Regions from separate parts of the Mus musculus genome. Here region 1 is linked to region 2. The links are chromatin contacts, called in public HiChIP or PLAC-seq maps. All regions are on one chromosome and are shown on one strand. The core of a region is the stretch at or near the end of the contact, and the rest is flanking DNA. Distances in the headings are between cores, read along the strand shown.

Region 1 (5,144 bases), core at 1,201-3,700, 150 kb after region 2:
CTGCGTGCTGGGATTAAAGGCGTGCACCACCACGCCCGGCTCTATTTATGTTCTTCTTAAAGTCCTCTATAATCATTATGAGATGTGATTTTAAATCAGAGTCTAGCTATTCTAGTGTGTTAGGGTATCCAGGCTCCCTGTGGTGCGAGAAGTGGTTTCTGATGATGCTAAGTAGCCTTGGTTTCTGTTGCTTATGTTCTTGCCCGTGCCTCTCACCATCTGGTTATCTCTGGTGTTAACTGGCACCTTGCTATCTCTGATTGTGGCTTGTCTCTCCTGCAAGCCTGTGTGTCAGTACTCTTGGGAGACCAGTTCTCTCCAGGAGGAAGTTGGGTATGGAGAACTGTGGCACAGGGTCATCAACAAGTTGCCTTTCAGAATGCTGGAAGGACAGGGTGCAGACAGAAACTGGAAGGATCCTGTCCCTGGCCATTCCTTGGTTCTTGTGTTCTGATGGCTCGGGGGGGGGGGGTCCCTTTTGGGCCAGGAATTTGAGCAGAAGTGGTGGTCTTACCTATGCTCACAGGCGTGTCCACACTCCTTTAAAAGCATTTTGAAGGATGCATTTTATTTTTATGTTATATGTATATTCATGTGCACCCATGCATGTGTACTACATACTTATCTGGTGCCCATGAACACCAAAAGAGGGCACGAGATCCCCTGGAACTGAAGTTACAGGTGGTTATGAGATGCTCTGTAGGTGCTGGAACAGAACTAGGGTTCCCTGCAAAAGAACAAGTAGTTTAACCTCAGAGCCAACTCTCTTTAGCCCCCTCCTTAAGCATTGTAAAGCAAACCTCTTACATTGCATCATTTTAACCATAAATCTTTCAGGCTGCTGTTGAAAGGGTGGAGGGCTTTAAAAGGGCACCCAGTTCCATTTCCTACACCTACAAAACGGCAATCCTGTAATGGAGCCTATTCCACTGTAACAGCTCTCTCGCCATCTCTTATGATGTGGTATTGGATCAAAGTTGTGTTAGATTGTCTCTCTGTCCTACATGGTGTGTCCTACAGAGCTTCCTTATAGAGTGCTTGGCTGATGGCACCCCAGAGGGTAAGGTCACTTCCCCTGCTCCTCTGTCACCAAATTATCTGTGAACCAGTAGTTAAGGCAGATGTCACTGCAGCATTCTAAAAGACAACTCATTGGGCAGCATTTGAAAAGCCCTGATGACAATGACACTAGGGTTGAATTGGCATCGTTCCGGAATGATAGCTCCTGAGAGTCTAGCCTGGGCACGAAGGAGATAAAGACCACAGGTGGCAAGGTGCTGAGCACAGGACACGGAGGCCAGAGTCTAGGTGGTAACACTACCAACATTTTTGTGTGCTCACAGCATAGGAGGCTCTCCACATTGACTTCTTACCTCAGCTCAGCAGATGCTGCAGCCTCCACTTTAGAGACCCACACATAGACAGACAAGTGAGTTCTCTAAATATTTGTGCAGAATGCAGAGAAATACTAAACCCTGTTCCTTTCCACTGTGCTCAGTCTTCAAGGGAGAAAAGGTTCTCACCACCAAGGCCAAGGGAAGGGCAAGAGGACAGGAAAGCTTCTGTAGTGGAGTTGCTCCCTGTGCCGTCTGAGACACGCTTCAGCATCCCCGAGAGTCGTTAAATAAAGTTCAGATTGCTATGTCTTACCCAACACCCGATGGATCACAGGTGACCAGCAGTATGCACTAGCAAGCTCCGAACTCTCATATACCTGTGACTCCCAAATCAGTATTTACATCCCTCCCAGGTTCACCTTTCCCTTCTTTTCCTTTGATGGCTAAACTCTGATTTTCTCCTGCCTGCTGGAGAAACCCTTCTACATGAGAAGGCCTCTCCCTGAGTGGCCAGACACTAAGCAGCTCTCCTTGATTTAAAACTGAGAATCTTTGTGAAGGAACTGAGCTCAGCTCAGACTGGGAAAAAGGCTCCAAAGCCAAGTTTCCATTCATCAATTGAAAACAGTTTTTGTCTTTCTCTACCAAACCTGCCGCTGGGAATGGAACCCAGAGTCCAGCATAGTGGTCAGGAAAACCCCCGGTTGGTCTTCTCTTTTGTTGAGCACACTGTTTTATGACCTCTCTTAGTGGTCAAGTGTGCTACTGAGAAAATGAGTGTCTTCTGCCTTCTTTCCAATTGCTCAACTGTCCCAGAATGAGAGTGTGCACAGTGGACACAGCATGTTCACTAAAAACTTTGCAAAAACACTTTTGCACTGCAGCGGTTTGAGTTGACATGTTTTTCCTGGATTGCAGTTCTGAACCCAGAATCTTTCAAAATATCATAAAAAGAGACCCTGCAGGAGCCAACCTTAACTACAGTTCAGGAATTAAGAACATTCCAAAGGCTACTTTAAAAGGCAAGGCCTGAGCCTGACGCCAAGGGCCTGGGTTGCTAGGGGAGGGTTGTGCTGCAGAGGAACGGCTCAGGGGGGCGTGCGGAAAAGAGGAGTGAGCCAACATTCTCTGTCCAGGCTGGTTGGGCTGTGCCTGGCATCAGTCTTGCCCTCTCCCCTTTGGCCACGCGGCCCTTCTCAGCGATTTGCAGCAGACCCGCAGGGCAGTGTGCCTCGGTGGCATTGAACTGAAGCTTGGCTCTCGGCCTGGCCTGCTGGCTAGTTGCCCACCCTGTGGGTCCCGCCCAGAGCAAGGATACTGGAGCTTTCGCCTGCCTCACTGAGCCTGGGTCTCCACTCCAGTCATCCCTCCAGCTACTTTGCAGCACTCTGTCGCCATGAGCACCTCGTCTGCGCGGCCTGCAGTCCTGGCCCTTGCCGGGCTGGCTCTGCTCCTTCTGCTGTGCCTGGGTCCAGGTAAGTGGAGGATACCTGGCGGAGAGTGCTGAGGGTGCTGGGGAAGGAGATTGGAAATGGGGTGCTTCATGCCTGAATATGATCCTGCTCTTAACCTGTACTAAACCAAGAAGACAATGGAACCGGGTCTAGTATTTTACACTCATGTAAGTCCCAATGAGTGCACTTGGGCAGGCAGTGAGGGACTCAGATTCAAAGAGAGCATAGTAGACTGAGGGGCAACCTTGGGCAAATGAAGTAAGGATCTGAAAGAACCACAAGAAGTGCTAAATCAGGGATGGTGGAGGCTTGAAGGGAGTATCATTCTGAGGCAGGACACACTGCTGTCTTTCTCCAATTCTTCCAATTTCTTCCAAATTTCTTCCAAATTCTTCCAATTTCTTCCAGGCAGTTTGGGGCAACAGAGCTGACTAAGAGCGTTCAGGCTGCAAAGCTGAGCAATGTTTAACTTTTTCTATTATATTCAGCGGAATTATTAGCTATTGTATTTCTACTAGCTATTATATTTAAACATTAAATATATCTACATATTAGCAAATATATATCTACTATATTTAGCTGAATTAACTGAAAATCCCCAGGTCTCTCTACATTAAAAGCACTTAAGCAGTACACCGTAAATACTATACCCAGAGCTCCACAGACTCTACCTTCTGAACCTGGAAAGTTCTTCTTTTGTGTGACCCTTTAGAGGTCACAAGTGAGTTCCTGTGCATAGGAACGCCTTTGAGGTTTATAACTCTGGGAGGCAGTAGGGTGACCCTAGGTTTACTGCCAAGAGAACAGTAGCTGGAAGACACCAAACTATTTACCTATCACCTGAGACTGGTGTTTGTCCCAGTGCGAAGGGGTGGCCATTGCCAGATGTAAATAGAAGACGCACTCAGTTTCTCTGTGTTTCATTTTTGCTTTCTCAGAGCAGGCATGGTAAACCTAACTCCAGAATGAGGGGAGGCAGGGTCACAGCATGAGAGACCATGAAAATAAAGGGGAGGTTGTTCTTATTGGAAGGGTGACTGGTGCAAATGACATCAGTACCCTCTTGTGAGCTAGCTTCGTGAACATGGCGTTAGGCCATTCATTTTCAACACTCATATTTTACGAGTTAATGCCAAGAAGTGAGGGAGTGGAATCCGTCACAGTATCAGCATCACTGAACTGAAATGTGAACTTTATCATGAAAGATAAAAATGCATTGAGTCTCAAAGATGACCTTTTCCTCGCCCCCTTTTATTTTATGTGTATTGGTGTTTGGCCTACACGTGTGTCTGTGTACTTCATGCATGTAGTACCTGCAGAGGCCAGAAGAAGGTGCTGTCACTCCGGTACTGAAGTGACAGAAGGTAGATGTGGAAATCAAACCAGGGTCCCCTGGAGGAGCACCCAATGCTCTTAGCAGAAGAGCCACCGTGGTCTCCATGCCCCAAACATGACTCTTCATGGCATCCAAGCACATTTCATGAAGAGAAGGATCACAGCTCCCTCTTGATTTGCCTGTTGTGGGTTTTCATCTTCAGAGTGAGACATCTTGAGACTCTGAATGTGTCCAGTCCCCTGTGTATTCTAATTCCAGGTAACCAGATTTGCTACATATGTGACTGCTTTTCATCACAGCCTGGACAGGACAGCTGGGGATGTTGGAGTAAGGGGGCTACAGTTCTTCTTTTGTTCTTTCCTCCTTTCCCCAAGCAGATTTAGTGTGATGTCCAATTGTATGTACTAATATACAGCTGAATGTACAGGGTTGGCATAGCAGCAGCATTCATAATTCATGGCTTGGAGCCTCTGCAAGCCTTTCAGTTGCACAGCTAAGATTTGCTGTGGTGGAGCTTTCATTCCTGAAGTACTCATGACTCACATTTGCAAGAAATTTCAGGCTTGCAGGAATAGCCTGAATCTCATGTCTCTTTCAGCATCAGACCACATTTCATTCATTAACCGTTAAGCACATCTACAGAAGGCAAACAGATGGAGGGCAGTGCTTAATTCTGTGTGTGCTGTCCCATGGCTTGTTAAAGACTGACAAATGTTAAGATATTCATGCATGTTAATATTAGAGCTGAGAATGTATCTGTCAGCTTTGGCAAATATTTTCATAGATTTCTTCATTGAGTTTTAAGATTTGGAGGGAAGTATGGCACTCAACAGCAGCCCCACTTTACTGGCTAGATAATCATTTTCCAGTAGCTTGGCCAGTTCTCAACTGTGTTGATTTATGCTCACATGCATTAATTCTTAATCAGGAATCTCCTAGAGGCACTTGCTCCATCTTTATGTGGTGGCCCAGGAACTGGAAATATTACTAACTTACTAGTTACTTTTCTATTGCTGA
Region 2 (5,229 bases), core at 1,152-3,651:
ATGGCTAAGATTAAAAACACAAGAGATAGCAGATGCTGTCGAGGATGTGGAGCAAGGGGAACATGTTTTCTTCATTGCTGGTAGGACTGCAAACTTGTACAACCACTTAAAAATCAATTTGGCAGTTTCTCAGAAAACTGGGAATAGTTCTACCTCAAGACCTAGCTATACCACTCATTGGAATTTACCCAAAAGATACTCCAACATCCCACAAAGACACTTATTCAACTATGTTCAAAGCAGCTTTATTCATAATAGCCAGAAACTGGAAACAACCTAGATGTCCCTCAACTGAAGAATCGATCAAGAAAATGTGGTACATCTACACAATAGAATACTATTCAGCTATTAAAAACAAAGACATCATAAATTTTGCAGGCAAATGGATGGAACTTGAGAATATCATCCTGAGTGAGGTAGTCCAGTTCCATCCCAGGAGATGCATGGTATGTACTCATTATAAGTGGATATTAGCCATAAAATGCAGGTACCTAGTTATACTCCACAGATCCAAAGAAACTAAACAAGAAGGAAAGCCCAAGCAAGGAAGCTTGAACCTCACTTATAAGGGGGAATAAAATAGTCATAAGAGGCAGATGGGGGGAAGGAACTGGTAGGAAAAGGGGATGGTGGAGGGGCTCAGGATCAGGTGTGGGGAAGCACAGAAGAGATGGCTAGATGGCTAGAAAAATGAATGGAAATCTGCAACTGATGGGGGTGAGGAGGTCAGGGCCATCTCCAGGATGAGACAGAGACCTGGGATAAGGGAGACGCTGAAGAATCATAACTGTGATTCACTACATTGGGGATATGAAACCTGAAGAGGCCACCTCCTATAGCCATGTAGGAACTCCAAAGGAAAAATAGAGACATCAGCCCCACAAAACTTTCAACCCAAAATCTATATTGTCTACAAGAAATATAGAGATTGGAGATAGAATAGAGGCTGAGGGAATGGCCAATCAATAACTGGCCCAACTTGAGACCCATACCATGGACAAGCACCAATCCCTAACACTATTAATGATACTCTATTATGCTTGCAGACGAGCATGTTGTCCTCTGAGAGGCTGACTTACCCAGCAGCTGACTCAGATAGACATAGATACCCACAGCCAAACAGTGGATGGAGCTTGGGGACTCTTAGGGTAGAATAGGAGAAAGGATTGTGGGGTTCCGAAGGGGATAGGAACTCCACAGCAAGATCAATGGAGCAAATAACTTGGACCCTTGGGACTCTCAGAGTCTGAACCACCAACCAAAGAACATACATGGGCTGGACCTAGGCCTCCTTGCACATATTTAGCAGATGTCAGCTTGGTCTTCATGTGGGTCCCAAACAACTACACTGGGGGCTATCTCTAAAGCTGTTGCCTGTATATGGGATATGTTGTTCTAGCTGGGCTGACTTGTCTGGCCTCAATGGGAGAGGAAGCACCTAGTCTTACAGAGTTGAAGTGCCAGAGTGGAGGGATACCAAGGGGAGTCCTACCCATTCAGAGGAGAAGGGGAGGGGGGAAGGATTGTGGGAGGGGGTAACTAGGAAGGATGCAGTGAGCAGGATGTAAAGTGAATAAGTAAAAAGTTAAAATTAAAAAACAAAAACAAAAACACTGTAGTGATTCAAAACCTTCCACTTTCAATCAAAGTATATGAAAACCTGAGGTCACATCTTGCAAGATCGTATTCTTGAAGAGACATTGCTTTAGTAGCTCAGACAGAAACCTTGGCTCTTCTCCTCTTAACACTCCATTCTTTATCTGAGCATTGTTTTAAAGTTTTTGTTTCTTAGAAGCTGGTGCCACTTCAAGCTCAGGGTCAAAACATGCTACAGGGCAGTGTACCTGTAGTGCCTGCAAGTAATAATAACTGGTCAGAAACACCGAAACTGGGAAAATGCCCTTAAACATTCCCCTGGCAGTCTGAGCTCTGACCCTAAAAGACCCTTGGCTATCCTCATCCCCTCCTAGTTTTTTATTTTAATATCAGGTAGGTCTCTACATGTGGCACCAATAGACAGAAAAGTCAATGTATGATAAGTGTTACATTGGGTTAAACCATTACACTGTGAGAAGACTTTTCAAATCACTCTTAGATTTCAGACTCTGGGAGTTTTGCCTGAACACCCACTGAAATTTTACAACAACTTCCTACCTATTTAAAACATTTTCTTTTCAGGTTCCAACACCCACTGAGCATTAGGCAAAAGGCAGGATCCATTTCCCCTTACTCAGCATTGTCCCTCCTCAGTCACAGGCACACAGGCTACAGCCCTAGGGATTCCTTCCTGTGAACAGACTTTCACAAAGACTGCTCTCATAGCTGTTTCTCTCTGTCCCTAGAAGTCCCCTGGTTGAGTCTCTTGGCTGGAACCTGAGCTACGGCAAAGAATAGTGACACAAAAGAGCTACTGTGTTAGCTGTAAGTCAGTAGGAGGCAGTGAGGCCTAAGGCTGACTCACAAAGTGCATCTATCTGCCTGGTTTTCTTGGGCCTGAGTGGGCAGAGCTTCCTGGGTTGCCATGGGTGGAGCTCCCTGGGTGCCATGGGCCTCATTCCACTGACCTGTGTCCTAACATTGAGGCATGGCTTCAAAGTCTGCCTACTGCCTCAGCTTGTATTTCTATTTGCCTTGCCTTCTTCCTACCAATGTAAAGGCTGCAAGGCCATGCACTAGACACTGTAGCCTAATCCACAACAGTTCTTGAGTCAGTGTGATCAGAGCAGGATTGGTCCATAGCTTACCTTGAGATTGAAGATATTAGAGGTATTGGTTACTGGCCATTTCCAATAATTAGTGTATTGGACAAGCTCCTTTCTGTCCTGTACAACATTTCATAAGGCATAGTTTAAGCCAGATTAAGGTCCATTGGCTGGGCAGAAGTTAGGGGGCAAGGCCAATGGAGCAAGTCTAAGGTCTAAGTAAAACTCAAGAATGAGTGAGGGTCACAGAATCTGACCTAGGTTATAGCCAGTAACCAATGCCTCTAATATCTTCAATATTGCTGTGATAAAACACTAAGCAAAAACAATTTGGGGAGGAAAGGCTTTACTTCAGCATTGATGTTACAATCAGTTGTCTAGAAAAGTTAGGGAAGGGCAGAAAGCAATAACTTGGAGGCAGGAACTGAAGCCAAGACCATGGAGGAATGCTGCTTACTGGCTTGTTCTCCATGGCTTACCCAACTTGCATTCTTATACAAGTGAGGATCACCTGCCCAGGGATTATCATGCAGAAAAATAAGGCAGGCTGGGGATATTTTTGAGCCTGGCAAGATTAGGAGTGAGCCACAGGCTAGTGTTTCCTGAGACCTGAACTGACCTGCACTGTCATCACAGGTCACTTGTAGACACTGGGCACATCTGAATGAAGACATGCTTAAATGTAAATACATACCAATTTGTGAGGGCGTCATACCAAATATAGAAAGAACAAAAAATATCTCATAAGATTTTATGCTGATTACATGTTGAAAGCATAATAAGTTAAATACATTGGGCTTAGTAAAATATTAGTAAATTCATTTTACTATTTTCCATTTCACTTTCAAATGTGTCTACTAGATACTTTCAAATGGCATAATTTAATCACATTGTAATTCGGTGTGACAGTGTTGCTCTGGGCCATTTGTTTGCCTGAATACCCCACTTCCTCCCATCTTGGTCCCCTAGTTCTGCACAATACTGTACTTAGAATACAGTGAACTCAAACAATCAAATGTTATCAGACTGGAAAAGTGAGAAAACAAAGAACAAGATGATCTTACTCATAAACTTAGATTGGACAATAATGTTGAGAAATCTTCCAAAATGGAAAGAAGAGTAACTACATGATTGGGTGTGCAGGAACTAAAAGTCAAGTTACCAAGGATGCTTACCGTCAAGAAATGGGGATAAAAGAAGGGAAGGAAGCTGTGTAAGCTTTTGGTCCCTACAGGCCCAAAAGTTAGATCTTGTCTACCATCATGGCAATTTGATAGGTAATGTCTAAAACTGCAAAATGGAGGAAGGTCTGTTTCCTGCTGCCCTTCGGATATTTGGCCTTGAAGTATGTTGGAAAGAAGAAGATGTTGGGGAGGAACAGTGCAGGTTCTTGGAGAGAAGTGGCATAGTCAGCCCACAATGCAGATGCCTAATCCTATTCACATTGCACAGTAGGTGATTCAGTATTAAAGGCATAACATGAAAAGTAAATGGTAGATAATGCTGTAAAACTGTATGTTGATGAATTTGAGATGAAAAGTATTTTATATTTCACAGGAAGCATTAAGCATGGAGGAGGAAACAAGGGCAAAGGTGACCTCATTAGAGACAAGAAGTACCATTCCTCCAACCAGGATGCAGAGGCAAACTTTGCTGTGCTCTGGTGTCCTGGCTACTTAAGAAGATGGCTTGAGCCAGGTGTTCGAATCGAGCCTTAGCAACATAGCAACACTCGGTTTCAGAAACAAACAGGAAATCAGCAGAAACTAAAAAGATGGGGTAAGAACTGAAAAAAAAAAAAAAAAGCTTTTAATATATTTTACTAGTAAGGGCTTTAAAAGAGAATCCAATATGCTTAATGTGCAAATAAGCAAAAGGATATGTATAGCCAAGATAACATAAATGGCCACATGAAAGAATCAGAAAACACAAAAAATGAAGTTAAATAAAGTTTCCACCTTTTAATTACACAGCAATCATAATGTATAATACTGGGGTTCACTGTGTATGGTTATTGGGAATATGCTTTGTTTATTTGAGGGAGCAGATCCAGTGCCTTGCACATTCCAATTAAGAATTCTAACACTGGGCCAGCACCCTCCCCCCACCCCCCGGAGCTCCTGGAGACTGGACCACCAACCAAAGAGTACACATGGAGGGACCCATGGCTCTGGTCGCATATATGGCAGAACAATACCGCATATGTTGTTGAAAATCAGTGGAAGGAGAGGCCCTTGGGCTCGAGGGTGCGCAATGCCCCAGTGTAGGGGAATGCCAAGGCAGGAAGATGGGAGTGGGTGGGTAGGTGTGGAAGCACCTTCATAGAGGCAGGGAAGGGGGATGGGATAGGGGGTTTCTGACGGGGAGACCTGGAAAGGGGAAAACATTGAAATATAAATAAAGAAAATATACAATTAAAAAAAAAAGAATTCTAACACTGAACTAAGTCTCCAAGTCAAGAATAGAAATTGATGCAACTTCTTTCAGGAACTAATGGAAAATATCTATTACAATTTTTATTATTTTA

Evidence for each region. HiChIP or PLAC-seq counts read pairs in DNA pulled down with a chosen protein or histone mark.
Region 1: an H3K4me3 HiChIP or PLAC-seq map of neural progenitor cells shows a contact between it and region 2, with 6 times the contacts expected there. The contact joins the promoter of Ecrg4 here to the enhancer-like site in region 2. A contact is called at or near these places in 9 of 39 promoter capture datasets (the 3T3-L1 cell line, the C10 cell line, cranial neural crest and 5 more), 1 of 15 datasets of contacts at CTCF or cohesin (large pre-B cells), 7 of 484 Hi-C or Micro-C datasets (cerebellum, cerebral cortex, embryonic stem cells and 1 more), 3 of 115 datasets of contacts at active chromatin or transcription factors (embryonic stem cells, neural progenitor cells and stem cell-derived neural progenitor cells) and 2 of 9 other capture datasets (adipose tissue and pancreatic islet).

The regions. Positions count from the first base shown.
Region 1 is chr1:43,728,152-43,733,295 of GRCm38.p6, forward strand. It overlaps Ecrg4 (ECRG4 augurin precursor), which reads left to right and starts at 2,451. Exons shown (of 4, transcript NM_024283.3): 1 at 2,451-2,812. The coding sequence starts at 2,734.
Region 2 is chr1:43,581,455-43,586,683 of GRCm38.p6, forward strand. No RefSeq gene overlaps it. Among named protein-coding and RNA genes, the nearest start is that of Gm38628, 96 kb to the right of the region's middle. Within about 2 kb of position 2,402, at least 22 of the 459 cell types and tissues checked have an H3K27ac peak or open chromatin away from gene starts, as enhancers often do. A contact at or near this core is called in neural progenitor cells and neural stem cells, where this site is marked.